Linked DNA regions of Rattus norvegicus: region 1 is linked to region 2. The links are chromatin contacts, called in public Hi-C maps. All regions are on one chromosome and are shown on one strand. Each heading gives the region's core, a stretch centred on a gene start, on an enhancer-like site or on the middle of the called end of the contact. The rest is flanking DNA. Distances are from core to core; before and after follow the strand shown.

The links. A called contact is a pair of places that touch in the nucleus more often than the background predicts.
Region 1: a contact with region 2 is called in a Hi-C map of the A7r5 cell line, with 4 times the contacts expected there. The contact joins the enhancer-like site here to the promoter of Flot1 in region 2. A contact is called at or near these places in 2 of 12 Hi-C or Micro-C datasets (the A7r5 cell line and the Rat2 cell line).

The regions. Positions count from the first base shown.
Region 1 is chr20:3,157,823-3,161,340 of GRCr8, forward strand. It overlaps LOC120098824 (a long non-coding RNA gene), which reads left to right. Exons shown (of 3, transcript XR_010060968.1): 2 at 1,995-2,115. Among named protein-coding and RNA genes, the nearest start is that of C20h6orf15, 19 kb to the right of the region's middle. Within about 2 kb of position 1,324, at least 7 of the 93 cell types and tissues checked have an H3K27ac peak or open chromatin away from gene starts, as enhancers often do. A contact at or near this core is called in the A7r5 cell line, where this site is marked.
Region 2 is chr20:2,930,549-2,934,398 of GRCr8, forward strand. It overlaps Flot1 (flotillin 1), which reads right to left and starts at 2,223. Exons shown (of 13, transcript NM_022701.2): 1 at 2,059-2,223; 2 at 1,706-1,756; 3 at 1,385-1,460; 4 at 1,204-1,294; 5 at 865-1,008; 6 at 613-732; 7 at 44-139. The coding sequence starts at 1,748. It overlaps Ier3 (immediate early response 3), which reads right to left and starts at 3,829. Exons shown (of 2, transcript NM_212505.2): 1 at 3,588-3,829; 2 at 2,625-3,480. The coding sequence starts at 3,797. The coding sequence ends at 3,208.

The sequences.
Region 1 (3,518 bases), core at 74-2,573, 230 kb after region 2:
CACTAATATTTTTTTCCCCTCTCGTTGCTTCCCTCCTCCTATCTCGGTTTAAACTTTATGTGGAGGCTGGAAAGAAGGCTCAACACTTGTCGTTCTTGCAAAGGACCCAGATTATGTTCCCAGCAACCAAGTGATGGCTCATAGTCGTCTCTAACTCTAGCCCTGTCTCCCCAGGCACTGGGCACACAGGTGGTACACAGACATACATGTAAGTGAAGAACTCATACGCATAATAAATCTTTTAAAATTAATAAAATCTTTAACTTTGTGTGCACGCAGCGACTATGTGGAATCTAGACTCCCCTGTATAGACTATATTAAATTATTTTTTCCTTACTTATTTTATGTGTGTGAGCGTTTTGCCAACAGTTATGAGCGTATGCATGTGCCAGGAAAAGGGTGTTGGATCCCACGGAATTTGAATTACTAATGGTTGTGAGCCTCCGTGTGGGCACTGGGAATTGAGGCTCAGTCCTCTGCAAGAGCAAGAAGTGTCCTAAACCACTGAGCCATCTCTCCAGCCCCATGGACTGTATTAGAAATCTTGAGAAATTACCAAAAAAAAAAAAAAAAAGTGGACCATTAAAAAGTCCATGGAGCACCCCACTAGGAGGTGCATCTGCACCAAGGAACAGGCAGTTTCCTGTCACCAGGACCTGTTCTTTCCGGTTACCATTAGTATTCATTCACCCCAGGTGTTGAACTGCCTGCTGCTGCTCCCTGTCCCATGAGTGGCAGCACCACAGAGCTGCAAACAATTTAAAGAGCAGCAGGTCCTAGAAGCGTCACGGTTGATGAAAACGGAAGGGAAATGGTTAAGTTGACCTGGATGACATGGTCTGAATATATGCTCAGCACGCAAAAATAAATAATGGAAGGAAACACATCACGACAGTCAAACAACTATGGAAACAGTATCCATGGCAACAGAGGCAGGCCTGCAAACTGTTGGCCTGAAAATCCTAGACAAAGCGTGCTCGTGCGCCACCTAGTGGCAATAACTGGGTAGTGGCCCAGGGATCAGCATCTCTCCTAAGAGTGGATCTATTCTCAAGAACTAACTCAGGGGAAATTGGCTTGCATCGAAGTCCCCAAGCTCCCTATGACACCCCAGCTCCCTTCTCAACCACACAGCGCACGCCCACTCACACCAAGCAATTCCCACCGATTATAAAGACCCCGTTAGCTACATAACACCATTCCTACATGCACCACTAAGGGAAAAAAAATAATCAATTTGGCTGGAACATGACGCTAGTGCTAAGACATATCCACATTTGAAAGACGCTAAATGTGAAAATAATTATGTTTTATAGCCCACAAAATGTGATAAGTGGCTTGGTGAGTCACTTAACCCCGGGCCCCACTTCCTCACGTAAAACAGTTACACCCTTTGGCTGCTTACTCACGCCGCGTTCCTCACGGAGCACTAAATCAGAGACAAGCACTAACTTCAGCCCGGGAGGATGAGGGAGAGCGTTCGGCAAAGAGGCAGAGATTAGGGAGGTTTCCTCTTGGCTGTAGGATTTTTTTTCTTTTTTTTTGGTAACTTTTTTTTCCAAGAAGTTAACATTGTGCGCGCGCGCGCGCGCGCGCGGGTGTGTGTGTGTGTGCGTGTGTGTGTGTGTGTGTGTGTGTGTGTGTGTGTGTGCTTATAGACATATGTATGTCACCGTGGAAACCATAGGGCAATCTATCTGCAGGAGTTGGTTCTCTCCTGCAGAAATGGAGGTCCTGGTGATAGAACTTGGGTCTTCAGGCTTGACAGAAAACACCTTTGCCCACTGAACCACCTCACTGGCATGCTACAGGATTTCTTATTTTCTTTCTCTTTGCACTGTTTTGTTTTCTGTGTGTGTATGTTTTGGGGTTGTTTTTTTTGTTGTTGTTGTTTTGGTTTGTTTTTTGAGATGGGGTGGGATGTACCTTGTGCTGGTCTTGAACTTGCCAAGGATGATTTTGAATTCCTGATCCTCCCTCCTCTGCCTTCCAAGGGTCTAGATCTGAAGCGTGCAGCAGGACGCCTGTTTTAAGTGTAAGGCTTCTGAAGACCTTTACCACAATAACGACCTGAGTCAGTGGTTCTATGACCAGCTGCGGTGAAAACAAATCCAGGTAAGGTCAGAACACCAGGGCTCCCGTCCAGCCTCCTTCACAGCTAGGCTCGCCCAGCTCCAGCTTAATTATCAGTTAATCAATGGATTTGGTCACCTCTTGCCTGCCCTGCCTAGCCTACAGCTTAACAACACAAGGGTATATTTCTCTCCCAGCGAGGCCTTTCAAATAAAACACAGTGGTAGTCAAAAGACTGGAGAGATGGCTCAACAGTTCAGAGCACCGGCTGCTCTTCAAGAGGACCCCAGGTTCAGTTCCCAGAACCCTCCTGTGGCATCTCACAGCCATCTGCGCCTTCAGTTCTAGAGGACCCGACACCTTTTTTCTTCTGGCCTCCGAGTGCACCAGACACGCCCATGGTTCACAAACATACATGAAGGTAAAACATCCACACACTTAAAATAAAAAAACAAATCTTTAAAAATGATAAAGACAGTAAAATAGATTTTACTAAAGTATAGTGGCAAAAAAAAATCCTTTGGAGACAGAGGCAGGAGAATATCTGTGAGTTTGAGGCCAGCATGGTCTATGTAGCAAGTTCCAGGCCAGCCAGGGCTACATAGTGAGACTCTGTCATAAAAGCAAACACACACAGCAAAATACCTGTGGCCATGGTTTCCATGGTAACCGAGGTCTTTTTTTTTTTTTTTGGTCCTCAGACCAAGAGCATTCCAGAATTTTTCTTGATAACTATAGGCATCCAACACTCTTGTCTTCTATATATATAAGAGGTCTTCAAGCTCCTTGGAGGACATCTGTGAGGTGCAGTTTGATGTACACCTACAGACGTGAGCAGAAGCCAGGACGGTTTTCTACCCTGGGGTTGGAGAGTTGGAGAAACTGGGTGGGGATCTCTAGTCCCATATTTTCAAGACAAGAGCAGTGTGTTTCAGGCTAAGCAGAGGTGGGAGGGGAGCGCCCTGCTAGAAAGAAAGCTAATCCTGTTTGACATTCCCCTGTGTGAACAAGCCTAGGCAGAGAAAAGCTGAGCCCTTCATTCCTGGGTCTGTAGGGAAGGGGGGCCTCCTTCAGAGCAGGGATCTGCAGCTGAATCACCATTGATGCCTCAGGGAATAGGGGGCCAGAGGAACTGGTAGAGGGACCCAAGTGAGGGGCCAGATCTGCTGTTTTCTTTTGAGACCATGCCTTTCTATGTAGTTGTGAGGTTTGTATAAGCCTGGACCAGAGAGTGGCACTATTAGAAGGTGTGGCCCTGTTGGAGTAGGTGTGTCACTGTGGGTGTGGGCTTTAAGACCCTCATCATAGCTGCCTGGAAGTCCGTTTTCTGCTAGCAGCCTTCAGATGAAGAACGCTAGCTCCTCTTGCACCATGCCTACCTGGACGATGCCATGCTCCCACCTTGATGACAATGGACTGAGCCTCTGAACATGCAAGCCGGCCAT
Region 2 (3,850 bases), core at 973-3,472:
GTCTAGCAAGCCAGCGGTGATAGAGAAGCCCCATCTCCCTCACCCGTATCCCCGCATCTCTCTTGGCCTCTGCTTCTCCAATCCGAGCATCTTTCTGCACTTGTGCTGTGCGAGCCTTCCCCAAAGAGTGTAAGTAATCCTGTGGAAGAGGGAAACCAGTTTCAGGAGGGTTTGCGAGATGGAATCAGGAAGCAGGAAGGATCAACTGTCTTGGCTTTTGTTTTGTGGTGTAGGGTGAGGCGAGGGCCCCCAGCACGCTAGGCTAGGTCAGTGCTCTACCACTGAATGGGTTCTGTTTATTGAAATATGGTCTATTATACAAGTCTGTCTTGGTATTTACCTTGTAGACCAGACTCCAACTCATAGAGTACCTGCCTCTGCCTCCTGAGTGCTGGGATTAAAGGCCTGCACCACCACACCAGGCTGTTTGTTTTGAGACAGGATCTCACCCTGTAGCTGGAGCTAGCCTGGAATTCATTATGTAGCCCAGGCGGGAATGGAACTCAATACGTAGCCCAGATCCCTCATGCTTTAGGCCCCCGCCCTGACCCCCACCCATGTTGGGATTTATAGGTTCCAGCCACCAAGTCCACCTCAACTGACTATTTTTACCTGGTCATCGTGAATGTCCTTCAAAGTGTAGCTAACCACACTGATACCCATGTTGACCAGGTCGGAGGAGGCCACCTTGAAAACCTGCTCTGAGAACTTCTGTCTGTCCTTATAGATCTCCTATAGAGGAAGAACGGTGGGAAGAGGGGAGTCAGATTCATCATCTGCCACAGGTGAGCTGGTCTGTCATGATCCTTGGGGACCACTCCTCCTGACACCCCACCCAGGTCTTCTCCTGTCCCCCAGTCCCACCTCCACAGTCATGTGGGCCATGATTGCCCTCTGGTGGCCTTCCAGCGTCTCCAGGGCAATGTGGGCGATCTCTGCCTCTGTCTTCCCCAGGAACATCTGGCAGGCAGCTGCCAGCATCTCCTTGTTTTGCCCCTGGATTTTCACCTGCAGCCGTATAGAGATAGAAAGGGGTGTGATGGGTGAAGCAAGGAGAGGAGGAGGAAGAGCTAGGAGTCTTGGGGGCAGTGGCTGAAAGTGAGACCAGCAGGAAGATGGAACTGAGAAGTCCACAGTCAGAGGTGCTTAATGGCCAGGAGAAAGGTGGGGTGGGCTTTGGGAGGAAGGCTCTGCGAGCCTCACCTGGGCAATGCCCGTGACTGAGATGGGGACCCCGTGGCGGGTATAAACCTTCTCACTCTTGACATTGAGGGTCAGTGTGTTGAGAGAGATCCTAGGGGGAAAATGGAGCAGACAGTAAGAGAAAAGAGTAGAGAAGAAAATGGGTGTCCCCCCCCCCCCAGAGTTCTGTTGCTCTATCTACCTTTGGATTTGTTGAATGCAGGGTAGGACAAACACTCGGCCTCCGGCCACCATGACTGGGGGGCTCCTGCAGAACCCTGTAAGGTGAGGGCATAATGTGACCGTGGCAGAGCAAAAGACAATGGGGAAAAGGGTGGACCACCCATAACAAGAATCTGGATGCTGAGGGGGTTAGCATTCGATGCCTTGGCTGGGAACCACAGGTGGTTTGTAGCCATCGCGGGCAGAACGTTGGGGCTGGGAAGCTCATGCGGGCAGGAAGGGGCAGAAGTCAGGTTTAAAGGGAACGGGGGGGGGGGTCACTGGGTGGGAGGAAACTTACCGGAGACCACCATGGCCTCATTTGGGCCACAAGTGAAAAACATAGTTGAGGCTGCAACTGGAGGGGAGAGAGAAGAAGCCTTTGCAGAGGGGAAGGGGCCCTGTGGCACCTCTTCCCCCTCCTATCAGGAGAACTGCCTCTGCCACCGCCCAGTCCCTTGAGCGCCCCTGTGACAGTCCTAAGATTCCCCAGGGACTTCTTCCTCCGTGCCAACAGATTCTCACTGCCTTCCCCTCACGGCGCCCCCTAGCCCCTCTGCCACACAAAGCTCTCCCGCGCCCAGGGGTCTGCAGCAGTTCCGCAGCCTCCAGGCTCGTCGGCGGCCCCAGGCTCCGCCTCCCATCCCCTCTCACCTTCCGGAATGCCGGTAAGCAACCCCACTGGGGTCTAGGGAAGCGCGGAGACCCGCAGAGCCCCAAAACTGGGTGGAGACTGCTTGAACACCCGGCTTAGTGGAAACTGCACTTGCGCCCCCGACCCGGCCGCACCCTGTTGCAGCAACAGACGCGACCCCGCCCCCTCCCAAGCCCTCGGCCCGCCCCTTTCCCGGCAGGCCCCGCTCGGGTCCGCAGCACAGTTCTCGGCAGCCTAGAGGGGATGCCAGACGTTCCCCCCCATTAACACCCCTCCCTGCTCCAAGCACTGGCCTGGTAGCCCCGCCCCCGCCCGAGGCCACGCCTTCCACTCGGGTTCCTGAATACCCGCCGCCTGCGGTGAGTAAGCTGGTTGCCACACCACTCTCTAACTGGGAAAACCGCAGACCCAGCAATGTATGACAGCATCCGGTGACCGGATATAGGTCTGTAACTCCAAGAAAAGAGTTCAGGACCCAAGAAAGAATACAGACAGGGGACCTTGTCACATCCTCCCGCCACTTCCCCACCCCCGCCTTAAAATGATACACTTTGAGAACCGCTGATAATAATGACAGGCAATCAAGTTTATTCGTGTTCACAGAACATACTAGGCGACCCCAGACAGCCGCCCTCTGACAATCCATGGACCCAAGACTTCCAGTCAGGAAGACATCAAAGGCCACAGACCGTATTCCCAAGGGTCTGCCAAAGTCTTACAACAGAGTCGAAGTGCTGGAAAATGGAGTGTTACCCCTAAACCTATGCCCCCCGACCAAGACTAAACTAATCCTCCCACAACTCTGTCTCACGGACCCTATAAATCGTAATAAATATCTGTGTCACAGCAAGGGGGCATATCTCGCACCCCTGCATAAGTTAGAATAAATATTACATACACCCCTCCTTCACCTAGGAGGATATACATAAATACATAAATATTAATTAGACACCGAGAAGACCTCCGTCCGTCACCAGTGAGCCTAGCCAGGACCCACGGTGCCTCGGGCTCGCCCCAAGAACCGGCATCTTGGCGGTAGTGTTCTGAGTTAGCGTTGCCTTATAAGTCCCAGTTTGGGATACGTTCTTGCGCACCAGGTACCCCTGGTGCCTCTTTGGGTTTTTTTTCCGGACTGTGACCCATCGCGTTTAGAATGCCGCCGGGTGTTGCTGGAGAAAAGCTTTGAGATCCAGAGCATAGTCCGAGGACTCCGAGGTCAGGTTCAAAGGCTCGAGGACAGGAGGCGCAGTAATGGGCACAGAGATGGGCTCAGGTGATATGGCGCTGGTAGCATCCTCCGGAGCCAGGGCCTGCGACACACCTTCTTCAGCCATCAAAATCTGGCAGAAGATGATGGCGAGCAGGAGAAAGAGGATCCTCTTGGCAATGTTGGGTTCCTCGGTTGGTAGCTGGCGCCGGACCTGAGCAGAGAAAAGAGGGAAACGTCAGAGCAAAGTCCCCGCATCTAGTTGTTCCCAAAGGTACCGGGGCGACTCGACCTCTTGCTGCCCACTCGGGCGATACTCACCACTCGAGGGTAGAGCACCCGTCGGCTGCGTTTTCGGTGCCCGCGAGAAGTGTTCGGACGCACGGCGGACGCTACCGCCCGCTCCGGGAGGGGGTCGAAGGTGAAAATCTCGGGACCGGAGCCCCGCCGGAGTTCCGGGCTGGTGGAGGGAGCTGGCGCCGGAGCCCTCAGGCCAGTCATGGTGTGGAGATGGTTGCGTGAGTGGCACATAATTCGCGCGCTGTACAGAGGGTACGGAGGAGTGCGGATCCCCGGTAAGGCAC